Linked DNA regions of Mus musculus: region 1 is linked to region 2. Evidence: chromatin contacts called from public HiChIP or PLAC-seq data. All regions are on one chromosome and are shown on one strand. The core of a region is the stretch at or near the end of the contact, and the rest is flanking DNA. Distances in the headings are between cores, read along the strand shown. Region 1 holds the start of Themis3 (thymocyte selection associated family member 3). Region 2 holds the start of Rab12 (RAB12, member RAS oncogene family).

Region 1 (6,988 bases), core at 1,839-4,338, 75 kb after region 2:
CCCCAGCTCACTCTGAGACCTCACATGGTTGCTATGTTCTTCTTCCTCCAAAGCATAGCAGAAAAAAACCAAACCAAACCAAAACCACCCTCTCCTTCCTTGATCTGCCCTTTCCTCCTGGGACCCATAAGTCCTGCCTATACCTTCCACTCAGCAATTAACCACACCCGCACCCCCGACTTCCTTTACTGACAAATGAAGAACCATTTGGGGAATAAGACCTTAGCATCAGAACCACCCCCTTCAAAGCATGCTACTTTTTTTTTTTTTTGATAAATGTTTTAGAAAGATTTGTTTTGTTATTTTATGTGTATGGGTGTTTTGCCTGCATGTGTGTCTATGCACAACATGCTGTGTAGCGTCTATGGAGGACAGAAGAGGCCTGGAACTGGAGTTACGGATGGTTGTGAGCCACAGTGTGAGACCTGGGAATGGAGTGCCTGACTTAAGAGCAGCCAGTACTCTTAACCCCTGAGCCCTCTTTCTAGCCTTGTCTTCCAATTTTGACAGATAAAGAAGCCATCATACATGTCCTTTGGATCATTTGCTCAAAAGTTACCACCTTCTGCTCTGACACCAGCCTTGGCACCTACTGTGCATCCTCCCTGATTTCAAGGTCAGAGAGTGTCCAACAGGGGCCTTAGCACCCCCAAAGCACCAGCAGAGTCACCCCTTCTCAGTGTTGGATGTGACAGTCACTGTACCTGTGCTCTGAACTTTAACGCCCCACACAGAAGCTCTCCGTTTGCCTGGACCTAAAATCCTGACCATTCCTGCTAAAGGTTTTGTCTACTTCTTTCTGCACTTGCATGGGTGTGATGCTCTACATCCTTCTGCTCACCATCTTCCCCTCTCTTCCATGTTTCCTAACTGACCCCACCATAGATACGAGAGTCATTCATTCTGTGGTTTGTTTATCTCATATACTGTCTTTAAATTATGAGACAAGGGGCTGGTGAGATGGCTCAGTGGGTAAGAGCACCCGACTGCTCTTCCAAAGGTCCGAAGTTCAAATCCCAGCAACCACATGGTGGCTCACAACCATCCATAATGAGATCTGACTCCCTCTTCTGGAGGGTCTGAAGACAGCTACAGTGTACTTACATGTAATAAATAAATAAATAAATCTTTAAAAAAAAAAAAATTATGAGACAAATATCTTTATCCCTCTTCCTGTCTCAAAAACAAAACAAAACGGTCCCACGATTGAGCTACACTGATCATGTCTGTGTCTTTGCGGTCTTCCCCACAGTTTCCGAAACTGGCTTTTACTCTTTCGTAGGAATGTTTAACAACCAGATCCAGTACAAGAGAGAAAAGCCAGGATTTCCTCAGCACTCATCTCTGACAGGCATGGAGTTGAGGACATAGCAGGAGCTCAGGTAAGGAAGAGCCCTGCTCCAGGTACAGGACTGTGCAGTTGGCTCTGCTGGCCCATGGCTGGCAAACTCCCACTTCCTACTGCTTCCCCACTCCCAGCTGACAACCTGCCTTCCTTTTCTGACACCTGACAAACAAGCACCAGAATGACCTTCCATGTGTTCTCTGAAGAGTCACAAGACCCAGAAGGAAGCACTTTGTACCCTGTACCTTCATATCTAAGAGGTATAGTGACCACGTCCAGAACTTGATCACCGTCCTTCAGTTCTGCTCTGACGAAAACTGGCTCCAGGTCCACCACCGTGATGATATCCCCTTTGGAGAATGACAGGTTTTCAAGTGACCCTGAAAGACAATAGTTGCCATGGGAAAGAACCTCAAAGGTTGAGGTTCTAGCCAGAGATTCATATCTAGTATTTCTCTAGGTAAACGAACTCTTTAAGTAAATATTTAAGTAAAATTTGTTAAATGTGACATGAGACGAGCAGAGATCTCTTAATGAATACAGAAAAGTGACTGAGATCAATAATTGAGTAGTTTAGCATCTTTTATGGAGGTAGACTCTTCAGTATGTCACTATATGTAATTTACTTTAAAGTTAAAAATATTTGAATTAATTCTTTTTCCAGAAGTTGCCATCATGATTTGTCTTGCCCGGTGGGCAGTATGGCCACCTTGATCATTTCCAGCGGTGAACCATGTTTTTGGTGTTCCCAAAATGCAGAGTAAGTGCTAGATGGCCTCTGGTGCACAGGAGGACTCCTTATTAACCATGGGAAGCCCCCTAGAGCATTGACGTGATTTTTTTTTTGTTATCATCAAACCAACAAAAGACAATTTTTCAAGCTCACATTTATCTATGCCTTAGACTTCATGTGTCAAATTGCTGTAATTTCTCAGCAGAGTGAAAAATATTCACTGCTCAAAAAAAATAACATTTTCCCTTTTCCTAGGCAATATTGGTGAATAGCTCCTTTCTTTCCCAGCCTCTGTCAAATTAAAATAAATAAATAAATAGATAAATAGATAGATAGATAAATAAATAAACAAATAAATAAACAAGTAACTCTTCAAACAGCAGAAATATGCCAACTATGTTGCCAACTCTGCCAACTATGTAGCAAGGAGCATTGCTAGTCGTATATTTCATACTGCCCATGGCTAAGAAAAATACTTTAGCAAGTAACTATATGCCTTCCATAAACAGAACATTTTTCTCTCTCTTTTTCCAATGCTCTATCTTCTTGTGAAAGAGGTTTTTTGCCCCTTTTAAGTTACGGTATGTTAAAAAGAAATAAGGGCAGTTGTTACTTTTCTTTTTAACAGGCAGACGATTCTGGTAGAAAAATGCCTGATTCTCCTTAGCCTAGCATCTCCCAACACGATCTAGATAGTACAGGACTCCCTTCACCAGCTCCCATTCCTGAAGTCTTGCAACCACATTTCCTTGGATTTTGGCAGAGTATGTTTCTCCTGGTCCCCTCAGATACCATCCCCCTTCCTCCTACCTGAATATCTTCCCTGGGTCACCTCCACTTGTCTGGGCAAAGAGTTCTGATTTAAGGAACTGATGTAAGAGTCCCAAGTTTGCTCCATGGCACTGGAATTGTTTTTATCCTGCAGGACATGGTCAGCCGTGCTCAGAGCAGTGGACGGACGGCAAAAGAGGTCTCTCTGGACCAGGTAATGAGCCACCTGATCATGACTCTGGCTGTGAGCCACGTGTCACAGGGGAAAAGAGGAAGTAACTAACTCGCCAGGAAGAAGGTTCATTGGTTCAATGACTGAGGGCTGGGAAGGGTAGGGCACCTGACTCTTTTGGTTGGATGATTTCCTGAAAAGGCTCTCTAGGTTTTGTTGGGAGGTTCTCCTAGATTAGAGAATCCCAAGCAGTGTCCTATACATCATCCAAGTGTCCTGTCAGCACAGGTTCTGATCCTGAAGGTGGGGCCTAGTCACCTGCATTTCTGTCGAGCCTCTAGATGACACCTGCTGGTTCTTAAACTACTCTTTGAGGAACAAGGTACAAGGGATGTTGTGCTTTATAAAAAGAAAGGAGCCAGGGATATATGTGTGCTGGAGGCACAGTATGGTATGGGGAAGGGGGTGACTCTGTGGCCCATGCTGAGGCATCCCTTTCCCCTAAGGTACCAGCCATAGGATGGTATAATATAAAATAGTTCATTTAGGGCATGGGAAGGGGAGTTGAAGGAGTAGAGAGAGAGAAAGGCAGAGAGAGAGAGAGAGAGAGAGAGGAAGAAGAGGAGGAGGAGGAGGAGGGGGAGGAGGAGGAGGAGAGGCCAGTCATAAAGCACGTGGAGAGATGGGGGAGGGGAGTGGGGAGAGAGGGGGAAGAGGGTAAGGGAGCCAGAGCAAGAGGAGAAGAGAGCAAGAGAGAGAGAACAGGGGGCAAGCAGCCCCTTTTATAGTGAGTCAGAACTCACTCTTTTATAGTGAGTCAGTGTTGCCAGGTAACTGTGGGGCAGAGCCTAGACTAAATTCCAAGAAGGGATACCAGTATTATCTGGATTATATGAATATAGTGACTAATTCTGCATCACCAATAATGCACATGTGTCTCAGTGAGGAAGGAAAGCAAAGCAAAGCAAAGCAAAGCAAAGCAAAGCAAAGCAAAGCAAAGCAAAGCAAAGCACTTCCCCTTGGAGGCAGAGTGAGTCTACATTTGAATCCTTTTCTCCCATGTGTGTCTTCCCTCTGTCTGTCTGCCTGTCTGTCCATCTGTCCGTCTGTCTGTCTGTTGTATGAGTCTGACTGAATCTGTGACTACCTAAAGGCTGTCTGGCGAATCTGTTTGTCCCTGTATCTGTGCATCTGTCTATCTTATGAGCTATGTGTAAGTGGTCTGTCTGTCTCTCACAAAGGGTTTTGCTGTGCCTTTATTGAACAGCCCAGGGAGTGTCACATGGGGGAAGGAATCAGATACTTTACAGAGATCTCTAACAGTTTTACAAGAGGCTGAGCCACTGGCTGCAGTGGCTTCCTACTCATCAGGTAACAGACATCATTGTTTACCAACCAATAAACAGCCACTATCAACCTTCAGGGTGGGTTTTAAGACATTGCTTTTAATTTCTGTGTGTGTTGCTCTCAGTGACGATAGACATGCATGGTTTAGGTCAGGGGCGTGGAAGAGACTGTGATTTAAGATTACAGCTATGCACTGGCTTGGGTTGTAAAAGTTGATTGCAGGGGCAATCCAGGCAAGCAAGGTTGGTTGTTACATTGTTCTCTTAAAAGCAGGCTAAACAAATAGTTTGAGCGCACAGTAGGACAGCAGTCTCAATTGACTACAGGGTGTATTGTTAACTCTGGCTGTGAGGTCCAGCAAGAGTTCCAGTCTCTTACAGTCGTGAGGTCTGTAGATCAGCATCAACATTACCTGAGACACACAACAACAAGCCCCTCCCAACCTATCAAACCCGACTCTCTAGGTGTGGGGTCCAGTATGGCCTTGGATGGACAGCATCTCTGACATCTACCAGTGTGTTGAGGATGCAGGCTCCACCCCAGCACCTTGAACCAGAGCCCTCATTTAAACAAGTTCTCCAGCTGATAGGGTCAAGCATTAGATGTGGGAGGTGCCGCTGGGTAACTGCTCCAGAAGACTAACAACAGCCTTGAGCACTTGAGCATTTAAGGGGAGACACAGTTCAAGCCCCAGGAGCTGTCTACACCCCAGCTGCTTAGGGCTGAGCATTGGTCAACACCCTCTGCCAGAACTGGGTTCTAGTAGACCAATCTCCTTCATCCACCATAGCCCACCTGGGCTTCCTTATTTGATCAGAAGAGTAATATCTACTGTGAGAATAACATTGTGAAGAAGAGATGTACAGTTTTCCACACCTCCCCTCCCGGGAGAGGCTGCCTCTGATAGTTCGGAATGTTTCTTCTCTCTCTCCTTGTATGCATCCTTCAGAAAGTTATTTTTACTTGATGTTATCAGGGCCAAGGGAAACTCCATTTTCCCAGATTCTTACACTTAGACAAAAGTCAGCAGTTCTCAGGAACTTGGGAAGCCAGTTTCTTCTATCAAGAGGAGCCAGTTCCCTTATCATCGGCAGAAGGGACAAGTGGCTCTCGATGGTGTCTATAGTACACTGAAGTGGATACTGGCCTCTAGGCTCCTTCAGTAGTGAGTACCTGTTACACATTTCAAAGTCCATGCTGGCATTCTGGCTCTTCTCAGCTCTTCTCACCTCTTCTACCCTAAACTTCTGCAGCTCAAGACTCAAAGGCTCTCCTCTCCACAGTTACTCACTTCTTATAACCCTGCTCTTTTGGCTATACACTTTCCCTTTTCCTTGTTCTCTCTCTCTCTCTCTCTCTCTCTCTCTCTCTCTCTCTCTCTCTCTCTCTCTCTCTCTCTCCTCCTGTTTCTGTTGGCCATGTTCAGTCTACTTTCTCTCTCTGCTTTGGACTCTGTCAGATATCTCTGGATGTTCTCTCCTTTATATCCACAATAAAAGCCATTCTTCTCAACTGTGCCATGGAGCAGTCATGGAAATCAGTTTATACAGATATTATTTTAGGCTTTAAAAGTACTCTATTGATGCAATTTTAAAGCTCTATAAATACCTAAATACTATCCACTAATAAACTTTTTTTTTTTGGTACTAATGTTAGACAATAGGCCACTTAAAAATTTCCTTCTATATGTGCAAGGGAGATCTTTATATATTCATCTCACTTCTTTTGGAGCAAGTCCTACCAATGTTAATTATAGTAATTACTGAGCTAAATGATTTTAATATTTCTGAGGCTTTTGTTATCTGTTGCCAAGTTGCTCCGCAGAAAGTTTTAATAGTTGGAACTTTGACTTGTATATCCGAGTACCCATCTTCCTCTCCAGCTTTGAGAACTGCTGATTTGGAGTATGCTAATGAGGTAGGAACCAGCCTGGCATGGCTGTGATTTTTCTGTTTCCTCAGTGGTGATGGGCCTTCGTTCACTATGTAACCATGGGAAAAGAACCAATGAGATTCAGGCATCTGGAAGCCATTCAACTTTCCCCACATATGTCCTGGAGCTCCCCTGACATCAGACACTCATGGCCATTAACCTTTTCCAGCTCTCTGGAACATACCTTGAGACAGTTAATCCCAGGCCAGATATCATCTGATGCAGGCAACATCTGGATTTGACCATGCGCATGGATGACTGTTGTCCAGCCTACCTGATCTGCTCCTGGCTGCCCCCTTCTTACCTGTGGGTTTTACAGTTCAGGTGTCAGATAGGCCTCTAGTAAATCTATAAATTGTGTTTGTGTGTGTGTGTGTGTGTGTGTGTGTGTGTGTGTGTGTGTGTGAGAGACATAGCCAGGTGGACAAGCTTTGGTGAGGAATGAAGTCTTGGCTTAGCTCTAGCTCCCTGCTGGTCACATGTTATCAGCTTGCATTAACTACTCGGTTCTACCAACACCCCCACTCAGTTCCCTCTATGTGTTCTTTTTTTTTTAAATTTAGTTATTATTATACATAAGTACACTGTAGCTGACTTCAGATGCACCAGAAGAGGGCGTCAGATCTCATTATGGTTGGTTGTGAGCCACCATGCAGTTGCTGGAATTTGAACTCAGGGCCTTCAGAAG
Region 2 (6,470 bases), core at 1,192-3,691:
ACACACAGCAGGTGCTCAACAAACCGCAGGCTGGCTAGAAAATAACTCAACCCAGAGGCAGGAGTTGAAGAGGCAGAGGCACCTGTTAGCATGTAGTGTCTTCAGGCTTTCCTTAAGTTATGGTTACCATCTTTTTCCGAACTTCCCACAAGAAACACTTACTGAAATTAATTACTTTAGGCTGGATATGAAGTAAACAAAAACATCCAAGGGAAAAATTCAACCACCCTCAGTGTGGGGAGACACCCGTATATTTGTACATATAATTATGTATGTAAGGAGGCCTGTTTCCGCTCATTTCCAGATAGTCTATGTAATTCCATGATGTCTCAAGCTAGTTTCATTTTGTCAACAAGGGGAAAGCTTACTGAGTAGGCCCATCTTTCTCAGGAGGACAGGCCAGCTCTCCACGGATCCACTTCTATGAGCCCTAGGAAAACTTCCTAGAATGTGGGTGTGCTGTCATAAAGGCCAGCTCTCCCCACCCCAGTCCGTCACCTCGAGCCTTCCGAGTGCTGCAGTCCTATTTCCCTTCTATATTAAATATAACCATTAGCTTTCATTTCTGCATATGTAAGTGTGGGGCCATAAACGACTGGTAATTCTCAACTGCATTCAAGCCTACTGCACTTATGTCAGAAACAAACAAAACAATATAAGCCTCATTTCCTGGTTAATAACTCCCTGTATACTCTTAGGATCCAAGATTGGATATTTGCAGTGGGTATAATTACGTTACTGAGTTCTAATAACACATCCCCAAGACAAACATTTAAAAAACAAACAGGGTAGAAGGAGCATAAATATTTCCAAAATGGTCTGTTAAAAAAAAAAAAAAAAAGGCATGAAGGGGCATAATCAAAAAGGAAATTTAAGTCAGTGTGAAAACTGGAGGTTTAATTTTCCGGTCTAAGTACTTAGAACCGTGGTAGTTTTGTTACCCGGCAACTTACCAATTACGACCTAAAGAGAGTCCCTGAAATTCTCTACAGAATTCTCATCTCAAAACGGGAACCATCAATGGTTACAACGGAAAATATGTGCACCAGTGTTTAGCTTTTCAAACCTCCAAGCTGAGATTTTGTTTGTTTTGAGACAGGGTCTCTCTGCATAGCCCTGGCTGTCCTGGAACTCACTGTGTAGACAGACCAGGCTGGCCTCGAAATCAGAGATCCACCTTCCTCTCCTTGGGGCTAGGATTCAGGGAGAACGCTAGATTTTTTGTCACTCTGTCCAGTCCCTCCTGCTCACCCCCTTTTTCTATAAGCCACCCCAAATGAGAGTTTTCCAGGTAGCTTTTCCATGGTCACAACTGTTTCCCATAACCCCAACAAACCTCTATGTCAAGCCCTGTCAATCCAGTGTCACTAAAAACATTCCCTTGCAGTTTCAAACCCAGATCCCGAGGAAGGTAACAGGAGCGTTACCTATGGATTTCCCGGTAATTCACCGACCTCGGGTGGGTGCCGGGAAATCGCCCTTACTTTGCCCGCCTATCCACCCGGTTATTTGAGGTCAAGGATAAACACAGCTGAAATCCCTTTGCCCTACATTTGTGCACAGAACAAGAAAGAAACCCGAGTGTAGCTTTAGCGCGAACTGTCTCTGCAACAAACTTCTTTTCTGTAAACCACGAAAATAGACAGAAAATGAGAAAGCAAACCTTGGTCCATCCCTCCAGCCTGCAAAGCTGCGAGGTCCGGACCCATTTAAGATGGTGAGTAACCCCGGGGCACTGCACTGGTGGGTGGCCTTCAGCTCTACTTTCGGTTCACAAAGCCGTTTTCCTGGGTGAGCAGGAGTAACGGACCGGGAGTTTCCGCGGATGCATCACCCGGACCTCATGACTGGTGAAGGCTCCGGGAGGGAATGTTTGGGCTTCGGGGGTCCGACACCCGCGGAAAGGCCACGGAAAAGCTCGGTCTGGCCACAAGAGAGGGTCGGGCTTCCACGGAGACCTGGGCTGTGCGCGGCTCGGATGCCAGATGTGCCCACGGCGGGTATGCCCGGGCATCCGTAGGATGATTCGTTGAGGCCCTGGGAGAGGGTCAGAGCTTCCATGGGGACAGGGACCGGGCCCCGACCTCCCCCAGGCCCACCCGCCACAGGCCCGGCGTACCCACGGTGGACTTGCAGGCCTCGCAGAACGTGTCGTCGGTGAAGCGCTCCATCAGGCTGGTCTTGCCCACGCCGCGGGAGCCGATGATGATGACCTGCAGCTTGAAGTCGGCCGGCCTGGGGGGCTGCTTCCTCCGGCGGGCCTGGCCGCCCGACAGCGCCGGGGAGACCGCGCCCAGGCTGCCGCCCGCGGGCCGCCGGTGCAGCGCGGCGCTGGGATCCATGCACGCATACGGCTCGCGCTCGGGCCGCCGTCCGCGCGCCCCGGGCCCCCGCGCACCCTCCACCCGCTCCGCGCTACCGCCGCCGCCGCCGCCGCCGGGAGTAGAGGAAGGGAAGCAGCTTCTCCGCAGCAGCGGTAGCAGCATCCCGGACCGGGAGGGGCAGGAAGCGCAGGCGCGGCGCCACGCGGGACTGGAGCCCGCCCCCTGTCGGTCGGAGGACCGAGCCGTGCGCTCCGCTCCGTGGGGTGTATGTTATGTGTGGGTCGCTCTCCGTCACCCCTGTTCCCTCGGCCCTCCCCACTCGGCGCACTTTCACTCGTGGTTTATCCTCATCGTGCACCGTTCCCAAGAACCACACACTTCTTTTTAGCAGCCCGTCCCAAACGTGTCTCAAAGTGCATATAGCCTGTGATCATCTTCCAGAATTTAGGGTGTTTGGGTGCTGGGGGTCTCGGTCTGGCCCACGCGGGGTTAGGGTGTGAACGCCACTTTGGAGGAAGCCCACGTACCCTGGCAGGGCCGCACCTCTGCGTGCACTTTTCCTGTGGGGCCCCGAGGAATCAGCTATCTTAAATGGATCTTAAAAGTCTTCCTCAGACTTACAGTTCGTAAAATTCAGTGAGTGACATGCACCTTAGGGGAAGCCAGCAGGTAAAAACTCAGATGACAAGCGACCTAAACTCCGAAGGTTTAGGTACTGACTTGGGTGTGTTATTTTGCCATTTCTACTTGAAAGTATTTACGGCTACAGAAGCTTGCCAGGGATTTATTTAGCAAATTCCTTTGCGTGAACTTGAGCACCTCGGAACACAGGGTTCTAAACATGATAGGAGCTGGCATGCTTGCGAAGAATGATCACATTACTCACCAAATTTCAGCCGTATTTAGAGCTAAGTTTACTAATACATAGCGCATGCGTTTGTTTTGCCATGGATGCACAGTTGAAGAAATCACATTATTTTGCAAAAGTAATCCCAATTGGATTTTTAAAAATGTTATAGCCTATTCTAAATTATCGTTCTTTTTTTCTTGGCGGTACTGGGGATGGAACCTAGAGGCTCACATGGGAATGAATGAAAAGACTCTTTTCATCTATCACTGTTGCAAAAACGTCAATACAAAAGAACAACAAAACAATAAGCCATACACCCTGTTGCAGACTCCAAAGGATGATATAAATGCAAGGTATTCAACTGTTCCTAGTAGGCAGGTGACTCTGCATAACTTGTAAGGTTAAAGACCCTGGCATCCAAAATAGTATCTCTTCCCCCATAGGCAGGTCTATAATGTACCAGAATAGTGGATGTCTTAAATGGGGGAGTTTGGAAAGAAATCCACAGGACTCGGGTTCCATGCTTGTTTGCGTCTTTAAGCCAATTATCAAGGTTACTCCAGGATGCTTCAGCACTTTGGCACATACCAGAAAGCCAGTATTACAGGGACGAATGAATGAATGAATGTGAACAAAGTCATCACAGATAACTATATAAAGAAAGGTGGCTGACTTTGTGCTCGTTCTTAAGCCCCAGACTGTGTAATAAAAGGGGTGCTCTCATATCCTGCCTTACAATTATTCCCCCATCATGCCAAAGGGCCTCCAGTTGATAGTACTTTAGCTCACATGGAAAAAGCCTGATCCAGAAGAGTGAGAACAGAACCCAGGGGCTCCCCTGTAGAAAAGGTAGAAGCTGAAGAAGAAACTCTAGGGAGGTCCGAGAGATCGGGAGACAGCACAACCATGGAAAACAAGGGTTTGTATTTCACAAAGTGGGGAATTATCAAAAGACCCTCTGGTTGTACCATTTGTACTTTGGTGAATACTTTTAAAATATATTTATTTTAATAGACAGATATAGCTATGCATACTAACAGAGAACCATGGCGGTACCATTTTGATGCATACACCATTAATATTTAAATAATATTTAAATCAGATCTAATTAAAATAATTAAACATATATCATGGGACATTTGTTCTATCTTCATGGTAAAAACACTGAAAGTCCTTGACTTTAGCTTTTGAAATGAATAGTATACTGCCACCTATAACCAATGTACTGTGCAATGATATGTCAGGGACTTTCAGCTCTGGCCATACTATTAATATGACTTTGTACTCATTGATCAACCTCTGTTGTCCCCCAGCTCTGCTGTCCCAGCTCTATACTATGCCCTTCTATGAGGTGAAGGTTATTTTGGAATCCACGTATGAGTAAGATTGTATGGCGCTTATCTTTCTGTATCTGGTTTATTTCATTGAACATGATTCCCAGTTCCCAGTGATGCCAAGGATAGAATTTCAGATTTTAATGGCTGAACAGCAGCACAGATGTGCTCTTGACATGTTGAATTCATTTCCTCTGATATTTCCTCTGATATTCAAATGGTGTTATAATTTAGGATTTAAATGTCCCACAAAGGCCCATGTTGATTAAAGGCTTGGTCCCTAGCTTGGTGTAATAGGGAGGTGATGAGGACATTTAAGAGGTGAGAGCTTGGCTGGGCATGGTGATGCCTATCTTTAATCACAACACTTGGAAGGCAGAGGCTGATAAATCTCTGTAAGTTCAAGGCTAGCCTGTGCTACATACATACCCTCTTTCAAGAAAAGAAAAGAAGAGAAACGGATAAGGCAGTTAGGTTGTCAAGGGCATGCCTTCAAACGAGGATGCTGGGATCCACACCCCTTTTGTCATTTTCTCTATCACGGGCACCTCACTACAGGCCCAAAACTTTGAGGCAGATTAGTCAGGGAGGAAAGCCCCCAAACTGTGAACTAAACCAAGCCTTTCCTCCTGTGAGTTGATAGTCTCAGGTATTTTGTTATAGTAACAGAAAGCTGACCTACACAGGGTTTGTTGGACCAGTAGCAGTTCTCTTTTTATTTTGTTTCTTTTTAGATTGGTGAATTGTTATATTCTTTTCTTAAGTTGGATCAGCTTCTGTCTTAGGGTTTCTATTCCTGAACAAAACATTATGACCAAGAAGCAAGCTGGAGAGGAAAGGGTTTATTCAGCTTACAGTTCCACATTGCTATTTAGGAATAGGGAAAGCAAGTCAGGACAGGAACTCACACAGGGCAGGATCCTGGAGGCAGGAGCTGATGCAGAAGCCATGGAGGGATGTTACTTACTGGCTTGCTTCCCATGTCTTGCATAGCTTGCTTTCTTACAGAACCCAGGACTCCCAGCCCAGGGAAGGCACCACCCACAAGGGGCCATCCCACCCTTGATCACTAATTGAGAAAATGCCTTACAGCTGGAGGCATTTCCTCAAGGGAGGCTCCTTTCTCTGTGATAACTCCAGCTTGTGTCAAGTTGATACATAAAACCAGCCAGGACAGCTTCCAACATTTTATGCTTTGTGCTTTCTATGTTTTGAGGTAGCTAAGTGTTTTGCGGGCACCATTCCCTATGAGTCATCTTTATTCTTTTTATCTAGGTGTCTTGTCTTTCTCTCTTCACGGAGGAAGTAGGCTTGCCACCAAGGCCATTCTCTGGCAGCACACCAGGAGTCTCTGAACAGGGTTGGGCCCACCTTGGACACAGCTAGCTGTTTCTTCCATACCTCTACTCATTGAGGATTGGCATCTCACATGCAGAACTAACCAAGAATTTGTTCCTTGGCTGCACTTGTATTTTTGTTGGATAGTTATTTATTTCACATAAGCACTTTGGTCAAATGGCAATTTGACTCCAGTTTTTGATATTGATTGACATCCTTCTCTTCCAATCTCCCATCTAGGCGAGATGACTAGAGGCCTGGAGCTCCCTTGCTGAGGTGCTGGTGAGAAAGTCAAACCATGCAAGCCTGTATTGCAGAGTACTCTCTATCCACTGTGGGAGCAGCTTTCCAGCTTCCCTCCCTTCTTCGGGGATTCTCAAGCCATCTCTCGCTGAACCTTGAAAGGAAAGCTTCAATTATGTAAACAACATGGGTGAATAACAGGCACACCCTCTTGGAGCAAGTACAGACTCCATCCTTCTTTTGCAACCAAGCCCCATATCAATGGACACCCAGCTGTCTCTCCCCTGGAGTGTCCCCGACAGTCACTAATAGTGACAGGTTACAGCGGATGTGTTGTGTCTATGATGACTACAAAGTTGGCTGTGAGTTGAATCTTTCTGT

Evidence for each region. HiChIP or PLAC-seq counts read pairs in DNA pulled down with a chosen protein or histone mark.
Region 1: a contact with region 2 is called in an H3K4me3 HiChIP or PLAC-seq map of intestinal villus epithelium, with 5 read pairs. The contact joins the promoter of Themis3 here to the promoter of Rab12 in region 2. A contact is called at or near these places in 3 of 115 datasets of contacts at active chromatin or transcription factors (embryonic stem cells, intestinal villus epithelium and pancreatic cancer cells).

What each region holds. Positions count from the first base shown.
Region 1 is chr17:66,591,559-66,598,546 of GRCm38.p6, forward strand. Themis3 (thymocyte selection associated family member 3) reads right to left here and starts at 3,089. Exons shown (of 4, transcript NM_028998.2): 1 at 2,889-3,089; 2 at 1,591-1,725. The coding sequence starts at 2,976.
Region 2 is chr17:66,517,229-66,523,698 of GRCm38.p6, forward strand. It overlaps Rab12 (RAB12, member RAS oncogene family), which reads right to left and starts at 2,442. Exons shown (of 6, transcript NM_024448.2): 1 at 2,120-2,442. The coding sequence starts at 2,342. It overlaps Gm41608 (a long non-coding RNA gene), which reads left to right. Exons shown (of 3, transcript XR_876914.3): 1 at 1-1,717; 2 at 6,087-6,470.